Regions from separate parts of the Gossypium hirsutum genome. Here region 2 is linked to region 1. A link is a contact called in public Hi-C data. All regions are on one chromosome and are shown on one strand. The core of a region is the stretch at or near the end of the contact, and the rest is flanking DNA. Distances in the headings are between cores, read along the strand shown. Region 1 has its middle 23 kb from the start of LOC107921438. Region 2 has its middle 28 kb from the start of LOC107932580.

Evidence for each region. A called contact is a pair of places that touch in the nucleus more often than the background predicts.
Region 2: a Hi-C map of leaf shows a contact between it and region 1, with 5 times the contacts expected there. The contact joins two enhancer-like sites. A contact is called at or near these places in 15 of 34 Hi-C or Micro-C datasets (callus, hypocotyl, leaf and 1 more).

Annotation. Positions count from the first base shown.
Region 1 is chrA12:6,704,866-6,711,805 of Gossypium_hirsutum_v2.1, reverse strand. No RefSeq gene overlaps it. Among protein-coding and RNA genes, the nearest start is that of LOC107921438, 23 kb to the right of the region's middle. Within about 2 kb of position 2,790, at least 5 of the 9 cell types and tissues checked have an H3K27ac peak or open chromatin away from gene starts, as enhancers often do. A contact at or near this core is called in hypocotyl and leaf, where this site is marked.
Region 2 is chrA12:6,822,335-6,829,658 of Gossypium_hirsutum_v2.1, reverse strand. No RefSeq gene overlaps it. Among protein-coding and RNA genes, the nearest start is that of LOC107932580, 28 kb to the left of the region's middle. Within about 2 kb of position 2,383, at least 3 of the 9 cell types and tissues checked have an H3K27ac peak or open chromatin away from gene starts, as enhancers often do. A contact at or near this core is called in hypocotyl and leaf, where this site is marked.

The DNA.
Region 1 (6,940 bases), core at 1,541-4,040:
AAATTTTTTTCGTTAATAAATTTTTTGGTTTGAGGTATTCTTGAGTCATTAGTGATGTAATATCGCTCTGAGAACACATATTTCATATATCCTGTCAAGATGTGACCATTACCTCAAAAACCCATCCTGTGGGCGTTGGGTTATGGGGTGATTTTGCTTTATACGGTCACAGGTGGAAGTCTACATAGAGGTATCGATCAACATCTATTATGAGGTCATGGATAGGAGTATAACAGGGGAGCTAGTTACAATTGTTATACGGACATAAGCTCGAACTTTTCGGATACTCGAAGATGTTGACTTATAAATATCATACAGAAGTTTGAAGGAATAATCATAGGGAAAAATTGTGGGGCTTTCCGCTATAATCGACATAATTTTTTTTCTCTCTATTTCCCATAACTGGTATCTTTAACCTTCTTTCTTATCTCAAGGTTGACACTGCTGTTGACGAGGAGGACTCTGAAGCGGGCAATGGCTGTTGCGATGCAGTAAAAGTGATGCTCTTTTTGGGGTGACAACGATTTTCGTTATTAAACAACTCATTAATAAATAGAACTGTCGCCGCACCAACCCAAGTTTAACCTTTATTGTGCCGAAACATCCGCTCACTGCTTGAGAATCCTCTTGTATTCACCTCAGTGTCAGCCTTCAGATAAGAAAGAAAGTTAAAGATACCGACTACTTATGATTACACTGGAAAGCCCTTCGTTTTTCCCTATGATTATGACCTCAACTTATGTATGATATATATAAGGTATCATTTGCGGGTATCCAAAAAGCTTGAACTCATGACCACATAACGACCATCAATTGGACCTTGGTTATACTCGAACCTGTGACTCCATTACGGCTGCTGATTGGGACCTTCACTTAGACTTCGACCTCTAACCGTATCAAGCATTATCACCTCGAAAGCTAACTTTCATAATATGAGTTTCTGAGGTGATAATCCTATCCCGACATGATATATGAAACGTATGTATTCTGAGACGTGTTATCGCATACCCAACCCCTCAAATCTACCTATAAACTTTCACGATTTCACTTTTAAAACCCTAAACCCTAATTACTAATAAAACCCTAATCCTAACTCTAACCCTAACCCTAAGCCTAAACCTAAAAAAATTAAAAAAGAGTCTAAAGAGAGATATTGAAAGCGCGTCCAATTAGGCGCAATTTCACTCAATCTCTTCAAAATTGACTTATTTCTTTAAATTAAAAAAAACCTATTTAGTAAATTAAAAAAACAAAATTAGCATATATGCACAATTTAGCATTGATAAACCTGCGTATACCCTACCCTACATGCATTAATTGTTTGGTGCCTCACTTGTTTCAATCAGACGGCGCTTATCATCATCACAATCAGTTAGGTTGTTGGCTCTTTTAGCAATTCTTTTTAAATACATAGATTAAAGGCCTAAGAACGGATCTACCAAAATCAACAACTGAAGTGAAACACTGTCATCCTTAATTCATTCACGCACTCATCATTAAAAGCTCAAATTTAACAAATGTCAAGTATGAAACTTCAGCATCTATATTTATTCTTATTTATCAGATTAAAGTTTCATTTTTGTAGTTATAAAGATTGGGATTTTATAATTACATGATTGGTTACTTGCGATCCTAAATGTGGGTTAAGGTTGCAATAATTGGAGTGGGCTGACAAGCAAGCCAGCGCAGCAGCACCTGGATGTCATGTGCTTGGGTGGAGGAAAAAAAAGAGAGCTGTCCTAAATAGATAGATGGAGAAGCTGAAGATGACATTACCTACCTACCAACCTACCTCTTAAATCTTTTGGCTGCATGTGGGACTGCTTTAACCTTAGCGGAAGGTCAGTTTCAGACATCCAAATCCCCCTCCTCTCTCCTCGACACAAACTCACCTTACCTGACCTCAAATATTCTTATCATTTATTTCTGGTATGCATTATCCATGGGGCACTTGATTCGGATCCTTGTTTTAAAAGTTTTTGTTCCTACGGGCGTCAAAATAAAGTGTCTGTAACATACATGTCATGGGACTGTAGATCCATGTGCTTATTATTTTCTTCCAACTCTTGAATTTTCATCGTCTACGGATATTACCAATATGTTTCGATCTGTAAGAGGGGATATCATGTTAGAGAAAGCTAGTGAGACGATCAGACCAAGGTCGACTATTTGATTAGAGAATAATGCATGTTTTGTTCTAGAGAGACCAAGTAACCTTAGCTTAGGTACCTCATAAAAGTAGCTGCGAATAACTGGATCACCACGGCAGCAGCCCCAGAGACCTGTGCCACTATTACAATTAGAATAGGTAGGGCCAACAAGTTCAAAACGTTCCTTACGTTATTCTGCATAATCACTAAAGAAACCATTGCATCCTCATCCTGTCTACCATGCATCAGACAAAAGATTGGCCAAACTTGTAAGAAAAATCACACGAAAAAAGATGAAGTTCAAAGGAAATAGAATGATAATAAATCAATGATAGCTTAATTGAAGATAACATCATGAGAGAAAAATAGATGACGCCAACCAACAACTTCAATCAATTTAACCATGTACCAATCTAGGAGTTAGGTATTTACTAGTCTAGGAATCATAGCAGAATAGATTTATTTGCACAATGCTTCGGTCCAAGATTGATTAAATCAGCTAAAGATTGGTTGGCATTAGACAATGTTTTCAGCCGAATAGATTATGATCATACATAAGCACCATATAGACTCAACAAAGTACTGATTTAGAAGCAGCATAGGCTGGTGTCACGGTCACCCAAAGGTGTGGAGCAAGCCACCCTAAGTACAGGTGGAGGCCCTAAGGTGCGAATGGTGGCCAACAAGGGCCTAGGGAGGCCCCCTTAGCTGCAACAGGCCCAAAAAAGTGCACATGTGAGAAGAATGGGTCTGGGGTACCAAAAATCCGGAAGCCCAAGGAAGAGATCCAAACCTTGTGGAATAAAGTAGAACCTTTTGAAAGAGTTGTATAAAATATTCTAAAAATAAGTTCTTGATTATCTATTGTATTTGATCGTGACCGTTGGATCAAAGGGGTTTGGCATATATAAAGGAAGGCACCCCTCCATTTATAACATAAGTTAACTTATTGAGTAATAACAATTCCAGATTATCCCAACTCCCTTTTGTTCTCATTTGATGTGGGTGTGCTTCTCTAGGCCTAGAGCTTTGTTAAGGGACTCTCCGAAGCAAGGATCGAAGGTTGACTTAGGCATTGTTGGTGAAAGACTAGTGCCTAAGGTTGCATATTGGCAGAGTTAGAGTCTCGACCTATGACAAATGATATCAGAGTTAGCAGTTAGCTCTTGTGGTGAGTGAGAGATGACTACAAATCAGATAAGAGGAGCAAGCAAGGGGAAAGGGTGGTGGAGACTCGAGTGACAATGAAGAGCAAGAAAGGAGGCTCATGAGGGAGCTCAAAGGACTTTGTGGCGATCATGGAGACCTGAATGATCGATGTTGAGTCCGTAGTGAGTGATGTCCCAACTTGACTGGAGGACATTAAGGATTCCCTTGATGAGTTAAAGTCCGACATAGCGAAGTCCTAGGAGGAGATGAAGGTGTAGTTAAGAGAGGAGCTGCAAGGGGCTATGAAGGAGGCCTTAGGAGACCTTACCGGAAGGAATGAGGCCCTTGTAGTGTAACCTGTTAAGAGAGGAGCTGGAGGTGCAACTAAGAGAGGAGCTGCAAGGGGATATGTGGCGCATCATTTTGCCAGACCAAGGACCAATCCGCACTACCATCAAGACATTTAAACACTGTAATCTATTTAAAAGTTGCAGAAGCGGATCGGAGGACCACATTCACATTAACCTATCTTTCGAAGCACTATAAGAGGGTAGAAAAACACCAACTATCCGAGCGGCGATATGATGAGTGAGCACTTGTTCAAGCGTTTCCCACGACCACTCACCTTCACAGGTAACCGGGTGCCGAACCAGAGTGCTGTCTTCTAAAGGAGCACCACAGTATAGAACTGCTTCAGCGGGCCAACATCGTCAAGCCACGAATCATTCCACAAGTTGAGCAAACGTCCATTACCTATCGACCACTTAATGCCCGTAATACCCCCCCCCCAAAAAAAAAAAATTGTGTGAAATTGATCACCAAACATACTAACAACTGCTCCTCGCGATCGACAATGGGCAAATTCCTTGGACATTATTCTTAGCCCGTAAAACCTGAACCAACAGAACATTAATATTAGTAACAATGCCAAAGCCTAGCTTAAGCGAAGATACCTTGGTCTAGTCACCCATATGCTGTATCCCCAAACCTCCAGTCTCAAGAGGCGCATAACATCTATACCAGCTCACCAACGCAGGCTTACACGAAAGAATTCCTGAGCCCAAATAAAATGCCGCACTAGTCTCTCAATTTCATTACAAACTGACGTAGGAATTTAAGCTGTATTCATGAAATAATTGGGTATAGCATGTAAAACCTATTCGGTCAAGGTGATTCTTCCTACCATGGATTACCGCTTATCATTCCAGCCAGTCAGCTTTCTACGAATCTTATCAACTATAAAATGAAAGGTTTCAGTTGAAACTCGTCGATTAAAAACTGGCATTCCCAAATATCGAACCAAGTCAACCACCCAGAGAAACCCAAACTCCAACTTGGGGTCAATATTCTACAATATATAAATAATTAAAAAAACTTAAGACGGTTTAGTAAAATCATAAAAAAATTAGAATATATTCATAAAAATAAAAATGGATACTTTTAGACAATTTAAAAATTCAGTATAAGATAAAAAGTTCAAAAAATATATATTTAAAAAATTTTGAAATTAAAATTTGACTAGCATTGATTGAAGTTGACTGGAGTTGGCTAAAAATTTTTTTGTAGCTGACTATAATTTAAGTATATTTTTGGCAAAAACAAAAATTGATATAAATGTAAAATATAAGTATGGCTAAGAGCCAGCTTTATACTTAAAACATAATTTTAAAAATAAGACTCTAATCTCCGGAATATGAAATGCCTTATGGATGAAATTTTTATTTTTATTATGTTAAGTTGTTTTATGTAATATTATTGGAAGATTCATGTTAAACCTCTTATTTTTTTGCTTTTCTATCTTTGAGAATCTCCATATCAAGTATTTTATTTGTTGGTCTCAGATCTTTCATCTCAAATTCTTCACTTAGTTGGGCTTTGATCTTTTTTATCTCTCATTTATCTTTCGCTGTTATTAACATGCCATCAACATAAAGGAGTATATACACAAAAGAACCATCATTGTTTTTCTTAAAGTAAACACAACTGTCAAAGCTACTTCTAACTGCTCAAACTCCAAATTATAAATGGCTAAAATATCGAGCAAAGCTCGAATCAAACTATGCTTCACAACTAGGGAGAACACATCTGTGAAGTCCACACCTAGAATTTGACTATAACCCTTTACAACAAGCCTTACTTTATATCTGGGTTCTTCAACTCCCGGAGTCCCTTCTTTCTTTTGAAACACCCATTTACAACGAACAACATTTTTTCCTTTAGGAAGCTTCACAAGATCCAATGCTCTATTTTTGTGGAGTGATTTCATCTCTTCTTACATAGCAAACATCCACTTTTCTGAGTCTTCACAGCTAACCGCCTTAGAATAATTAGATGGCTCTTGGTTTGCATCTATATCTTCAGCCATATTTAAAGCACAAGCAACTAGATCAGCCTCAACATACTTCTTTGGACGTTTAATCTCTCTTTTAGTTCTGTTTTTGGCAATAGAGTATTGTGGTGAAGAAGCAACTCTATTCTGAATTTTTGTACTGACTTAAGGAGTCGATTCTATTGTAGATTTTGGATTAAGCTAATGCTTCAACTGCTTTTTTTGTTCTTTATTGGAAGAGTCTTTAAGAGATAATTTAGGTAACATAGTAGTTTTATCAAAAACAAGATCTCTACTAATCACAACTTTTCTATTTTCAGGACACCATAACTTATTCCATTTTACACCAACTTTATAACCAAGAAAAACACATTTAATGGATCTCGATTCTAATTTTCCATTATCAACAAGAGCATACGCAGGACACCAAAAATTTTTTAAATCAAAATAATTAGCAGGATTACCAGACCATACCTCTTGTGGAGTCTTTTTCTCAATGGTATGGATAGAGATTGGTTGATCAAAAAACATGCAGTAGAGGCTGTTTCAGCCCAAAACGACTTTGGTAAGTTAGCATTAGACAACGTACATCGAACCTTCTCCATGATCGTTTTGTTTATTCGTTTCTGCAATGCCATTTTGTTGTGGAGTATGACGAACTATCAAGTGTCTCACGATCCCTTCTGACTTGCATAGTTTATTAAACTCATCAGAATAGAACTCTAAGCCATTTTCTATCCGGAGGTGTTTTGTTTGTTTTCCTGTTTGTTTTTCAATCATAGTTTTCCAAGACTTGAATGCGGAAAATACATTATTTTTCTGCTTCAGAAAGAATGCCCAAACTTTTCTGGAAAAATCATCAATAAAAGTTAGCATATAATTAACTCCACCTCTCGAAGGCACTCTAGATGGCCCCCACAGATCATTGATGGTCGCTAAACTAACTAAAAATTCGACTTAAGGCAAGCGCACCTATCGAACAGTAGTATAGTTATGGTGAGACCGGAAATATCGTATCCACGAGGACTAAAAGTACTAGTAATTACTATCTTTTTATTATCTAGCCTAAAAATTAAGAGAATGTTTACCTAAAACTAATTAGCTAATTAGCTAAGATTACGACAGAGATCAAGGTTGGAAAATACTTTTGAAAAACCGATTGAGAAGACAATACCCAAGAAAGAATCCACCTAGACTTCACTTATTACCTTTGAATTAGACGATTTATTCACTTGACTTATTCTGTAAAAATCCCTAATTTATGTTAATATCCCTTTCGAGACTAAAAACAATTAACTCTAGGTTGATTAAT
Region 2 (7,324 bases), core at 1,134-3,633, 120 kb before region 1:
ATAGTAGTGTTCATCACTTCAGGTGTGGTCTAAGTTCGAATTGCGCTAATATAATTGTTATTAAAATTTTACTCTTCTCTTATAATTTATCAAAAAGAAATTGAAAAAAAAAATAGCGGTTGAAGCCAAGGAGGTGGGCAGCAGAATGTGTGTGATGTTGTTGTCCAACTTCTTTCACTCAAAAACATTCCTCTCTCTGACTCAAAGGAATGATTACATACTATTATAAAAAGAAAAAAGAAAAATGGAATGGTTACATATCATCCACCAATCACAGTTTTCTCCTCTGCTCCGCAACGCTTTCCAAGCCTTTGTTTCAATATTACTTGTTCAAATCAACACGCTCGTTAGTTTGTCCAACATGCACCTCTTTTCTTGATGTTCTTGAATATTGTAAATAAATAGGTCCAGTTTCCCAGTGCTATATTTAGGGTCCAACCAACGATTTAAAAACAGCAGCTACACCAAGGCCCAACCCTAAGCCCTCTTGTTTACTAGACTAACCCAAGATGGCAAGCACTTTTTAGTGTCATTGGTGGCTTTGGCACAATAATGATGGTGAAATGAAACTTCATCATTAATTATGACCCCCAAACAAATTAATGTAAGCGGCATCCACTGCTTCAAAGTTCAGAAACAGCACTAGTTCTGGTTTCAACTTATAAGACCGCAACCCAACCATCATTTACCAATATTTTGAGATCCTCTTTTTCTTGTCAAATTCAAGACCTTAGTGAATGAAAATCTGGTGACAGATCTTGTCAGGTTCCCATCAAAGTTTCCAACACCAATCCTGAAATTTAGCAATCATGTTGATGTTATTACTTTATATCCCATTTACCAACATTAGCTAATAATTTCATATGCAAAGTCTATTGCACCATAATGACATAAAAATCCCTCCGGAAAGGAATAGCAAAACTAATGATTTGGGACTTTTTTTCATTTGGCTGGTTCGGAGTTGTTAAAAGTAAGATGAGTTGGACTTGTTAATCATAGAAAAATTGAAGAGTATCAGAGTTAAAGCATTTTCCGATGCATGTTAACCATTTTTTTTACATGAATTTCAGAAGATCACTTGATCCACAAATGTAAAACTAGTGTTCTTTCAAGTATTTGTAGAAATACAATCATAATTACAAATTTAATATATATGTATATAATTAAGATCAACATTATAAATTATAATTATATTAATAATTTTATTATTACTTGGTTTCTTTGAAAGAGTCAAAATAAATTTATCTTAGCTGGAATGAGTAACAACAGTCATGCTCTCTTAGCTTCAGTTGGAGCTTGGACAAGGTCTATATATATATATATTAAAAGAGTGTTTAGAAATTAGGTTTATAACTAAGGGTTGGTGGCAATTTCTTATTCATGGATGGGTTAAAATGGACGTCGATAGCTTGGTATCAAAATCTAGACCAAGAGCAACCATAGGTGGAGTGGTGAGAAGGCCGAATGGAAGTTGGATGGGGGTTTTGAAATTGTGATAGGATTGTCAAACATTTTTCAAATTCAAGCTCGAGCATTAATTGAAGGTTTAAAGTATGCTTGGGCATAGGGGTACCGTCAAGTGGAGATTGAGAGTGATAATTCTTTGTTGATTGTCATTATACAAAATGAGTTAGCAGCAAACAACAGTTACAACAAAGTTAGGCTTATCCAAGGCAAGTGTTTTAAGGATTAGAAAGTGAAATTTTGATGAATCTTGAGAGAAAGCAACAAGGTGGTAGATTGTATCACTAAAGAGGCTCGAGGCGAAATAGAACAATTGATTATTCATAAGGAACCACCGGGTATTGTGAAAGACTTATTGGATGATGATATTCATCGTGTATGTGTCAATTTCTTGAGGGAGATTAGTACTGATGTAATTTTAGCTCAAGGCTATAGCATTTTATTTACGAAAAAAATATAAAATTGAGATTGAAAATTTACACATAATTTACAAAGGAAGAAACTCGAATATAGAATTTCAAAACTTTTAGAGTTGTAACATCGTGGTCAAGACAAAACAATTATTTTTTTACTAAATAATAATAATTGGATTTTACACAAGTGGTAAAGATGTTAGAGATAATTGGGAATCAAATTTGTATTAATTTGAGTGAAACAATTTGAAAGAAATAAAAAGAAAAAAACCATGTAGTTGGTATTTTGAACTAATTAAATAGCGTTAAGGAGCAAACTTATGAATAAACTAAGGGGTGGATTTATTGCAATTTCAATAGAATGGGGGCATGGTCTAAATACAAGGAATTAGCCTTTTGTTCATCTCCTGAATTAGCAGTTAGGAATCTAGGCAGCAGTGGTACTGCCCCAGGCCCTTTTAGCTTTGTGCCCAAAATGACCAATATTTGGCATGAATTTGAAAGGTGGGAAACTTCAACCTACCAAATGATGGGCTTCCTTCTAGAACCCTGGTTCGTTAGTTGTATGGGCAGCCCTACCATATTTATTCCTTTTAGTAGCAAAAGGTTGTTTAGAGAAAGGGAATGAATTAGGTAAATGTACTTATTAGATTCACCAACCGCAATTTAAATCAACAGTCAATGAGATTCATTTGCCAAGAATTTTAAGGTTTTACTGCTTATAAAACCATGAAAAGGAAGAATTGTTTGGTGGATTTACCATGTAAGTACCAAAACAAGAGAAGGTGAATTACATTTACAGGTCCCACCTCTTCTCTGTTTGCATAGATTTAGGAAGATAATGTTGGGCAGGTAGGGAGATTTATGTGGAAATTTAACATGGGGGCACAGTTCTGTGAGAGGAGGGCCCAATAAATTTAATTCAAAAAAAAAAAAAAAAAAGAAATCAACTTTTTTGGGGTAAATTTATAAATAGTCACCCAATTATTATTGTATTTTTGTTTTCACCATCAGGGTTTTTTTTTCTTTTAGTTATTGGTGGTATTAAAATTTAATATTTTGATCACTCTTTCATTAAATTACTAAGAGAATGTCTATGTGACTTTTTTATTGGCATAATAACAAATTTAGCCTTCTAATATTTATAGATTCTATTAATTTGATTCTAATTCTAAAAATTTCAACAAATTTTATCCTTAATTTTATACATTCTAGTAATTTAATATTGATTCTTAAAAGATAAAAAATAAAATTTTTAAACTTTAAAAATATAAAAAATATTTAACAATTCATTTTTCGATAAAAATACATAAGATTTATAAAAAAAAACACATAGAATTATAAATAAATGAATATCTATTATTTTCTAACATGAAATTTATTTATTAAAACAATAATTTTATAAATAAATTAATTTTTTAAAAATCCACAATCTTTTTCATTTTTTAGTTTTATTTATTATACATCCAGCCTTGTTCTTTAGTCCTCACAAAATTTATTGACTAAGGGGTCCACTTTCACCCACAATCACCAACACTAATAACTCTTACTCCGAACTCTTTGATTTCCACATCCATTGTTGTCGTGCCATAGAACTAGGAATTTGTTGTAGAGCTACTAACATAACACAACCTCATCCTCATTCATATATTCCCAATCATACTTGCCCTCAAGTAGAATCTCAAAGGCAACAAACTATTTTGGGAAACAATCTAAAGACATTGATTTTTATCCTTTTCAATCTTAGTTTGTAGTTTTTGACCCAATCTGAATATAATGGTGGTTAATGTTGAAAGAAAAGGGAAAAATTGACTATGCCTAAGTCTTCTTCATAATTTTTCTCCCTTAAATTATTTTATTTATATAATAATTATTTTAATAAATAAATGTGATGTTAGAAAGTGAGAAAAGTAGATAATTATTTATAATTATTTTATAATTTTATGTATTTTCATGGAAAAATAAACTTTTAGATAATTTTTAATTTTTAAAATTTAAGAATCATGATTAAATTGACAGAATGTAAACCCTATATGATGGTTTGATGGTCAAAAGTGTTTACTGCCTCAAGTGTGGCTTCGACTAGAGTCGTGTTAATCGCGTTTGTTATGCAGCTTTACTCTATTATTATAATTCACTAAAAAAATTAACCGAATGTATAAATGTGAGATCTAAATTTATTATTTTATCAATAGAAAAAAGGCACGCCAACATTCCGATGAAAATATTAAAATTTGATAATGAAGAATTTTAAATATGTTAATAGTTGGATGAGAATTTATAAAAATTAAAAGCTGATGGGAAATGAGATGGTTATAATGCAGACATAAGTCGTTGTTGAGAAGAAAGAGTTTGATTGGCCATTGAGATCCATCCATGGCATTGGCCCATACCCATCTGACCTAACCATTTCAAGTTTGAACTGTACACCTCTCAGCCACATACTTTTTATTTATATCTTATCCCCTTTCTCTCTCTCTCTCTCTCTCTCTCTCTCTCTCATCATTATTTCGGAACTCTTTTCCCCACCACCTACGCTTTTGCTACCTATCTCTACCATAACATGCCCCCACCCTTTCTTTCTTTATTTTTGCCCTAATTGTCAAACAGTACAATTTCACCCTTGGCCACTAACAATCTTCAAATGATTTGCTAATTTGTTGGTTTTAACTAAAACTATGAGAAAAAATTAAAAATTTCAACCAAGTCTTTGTTTGTATTAGCAAAAGCAGAAGCCCATATTTGAATTAAATGTTTTTTTATGGCAAAATTGATTTGAGTCATCACGTTTTCAAATGAAACGTGTAAAGAAATTAATTTTAGGAGGGGAACAAAATGCATGCACCTCTGCCCTCTGCATTATTAATATCACAACTTTTTATTTTGACTAACTCTTAAATACACCAAGCTATTACTTTCTATCATATTTTGACCAAAGATAATCCTAGGACATTGAAAATTTTGGTTCAATTCCAATTTGTGATTAACTTTATAAGTTGTATCAATTTTCTAAAAAAAAAAAAAACCCAAGGTGGAAAAGGTTAGAACTATCAACTATCCATTGAGTTGCGCTGTAATCTGATTTTATAAAAAGAGAAAGAAATCTTCTGAAAAAAACTTGAATTTACTATTTATTAATATTAAAAATTTCAAATTAATTTTATTAATATTTATACGAACTCCATCGGAAGCTTACAGGGCGGAGAAAGAGGGATTAGGAGTAGGACCCACAAGTGGTGTGCGAAGAGTGGGTCCCTATCGCCGCAACGGTGCACATGAGCCTACGTCCGATGCCTTTTCCCAACTCCAACTACCACCCCAAAAGGGAGGAGTTGGTACCCTGTGGGACACACACACAATACCTTTTCCTTTTCTTTCCATTTCACTCCCATCTTTTCCCCCTAATTACAAACCTACCATTCCATTCTCACTTTTTTTAAATTATTAATTACTAGTAATTCTATTTCATGCACGTCGGTATACAAAATAAATTGAAAATAACATTAAACAAACAATGAAATATATAATCTAAAATTAATAATAATAACATAGCATGTTATGGTTTTGTACTTCAATTATTTTTTAACTCGAATTATCATTTTTCTTAGCATGTAAAAATATTATCATATTAGGAAGTATTGTTTAATATGTTATTAAATGTTAAAATATTATTATATTGGTGATAGAAAAATTTGACATTAAAATAGAGTCATAAAAAATTTATGTAATAATTAAATTATAGGTTGATAAATATTTCTTTAAAAATAGACATATAACCATTTATTTGTAAAGTAAATAAAAATTTTATCATCCATACATCAAAAAGTTAATTAAACGATAATTGGAAATTGAAGCATAAAAATGTTCTAAGATGATTTGATCTTGTGATTGACACTCTTTGGATGATTATTTTTCTTTAAAAAAATAATCATATTATATATATATAAAAGGGTCAAAACCCAACCCTTTATTACTCATTTAGATGATAACATCCTCTATTTATACTAATTTCAAAAGTTTTGAGCATACTATATTCAATACAAGTGATATTAAGAAAGAATAATCAACCACCAAAAATAATTTGTGATAAAATTTGATACAAGTGATATTAAGAAAGAATAATTTCAACAAAAAAAAAAAGAAAGATCGAAACTAAAATTTAAAACTAAAACCTCTACAACTTTTAGAGAAAATTGAGTGTCTTATAATTTATTTATAAACTTTCACTTAGTGTTTCTTAACAAATCTAAGCTAACATGAGAACCACCATGAAAGCAATTATAATCGAGATTAAAATTTCTTGCTGAGATGTGTGAGAGAAAAAAAAAAGTAATTATTTTGTGGAGTTATGTCTCGTATTTTTGTATTTTTCTTCTCCCAATTAAACTCTTTTTTTAGTTTCCTACTTAAACTCTGATTAGTGTTGGTTATTTTAACATTATTTAACTTACGAATTTAGCCTATAAATATGTTATTTTCCACCCTAGAAAAATAACCCATTACACATTTAGGTATTAGCTTTTACAAGCTTTCAGAGAATTTTCTGTTTACGTTTTAAGGGTTCTTATTTCGAGTTTCGGGGTTTAGTTTTATCTCAATCTTTATACTCTTTGTTTTTGTCGTTATAGTGAAATTATCTTTGCCTGTGGTTTTTTATCATCTTCGAAGGAGGTTTTCCACGTACAATATTTATTTTCGATATTTTCAATTTCTTTGTTATTTTACTTGTTTGTTACTTAATCGAGTTTATCCCCAACAAACTGATATCAGAGCTAGTTCGATTTTCGCAATCAATCTGCTCAAAGATGGCCACAACAAGGTTTGATATTGATAAGTTCGATGGCCTCACAAATTTTAATCTGTGGCAAGTTCGGATGACAACAATTATGATTTAGAGCAATCTTGAGAAGGTCTTTACAGAAAAGAAGTTTGCAGACATGGATAAATCAGAATGAGATAGGTTAGATAAAAAACTCTATTTATGATTCAATTTTGTCTAACAAATAATGTATTGTAGGAGGTTTTGATGGAGAAAACGACATTCACCTTATGGAAAATGTTAGAAACCCTTTACGCGGCAAAGTCTCTGGCTAACCGATTGGTGTTGAAATAATGTTTATACATGTTCTGCATATATGAAAGTGAGCACCTCAGAGGTCGCATCAGTTAATTTATTACTCTTTTGAATGATTTAAAAAATGTTGAGGTTCAGATTGATAATGAAGATCAAGCTATGCTATTGTTGTGCTCTTTACCCCCTTCATACAAGTCTATTAGGGAAACATTGATTTATGGCAGAGATAACCTCTCGTTCGAGGATGTGAAGGGTCATCTGTTGAGCAAATATAAATTCGACAATGAGTTTGACTCAAAAAAACATGTCAGATAGGCAAGCCTCGATATTGGTAGCATCAAGGAATCGAGACAAGAGGTGTCACTATTGTAAA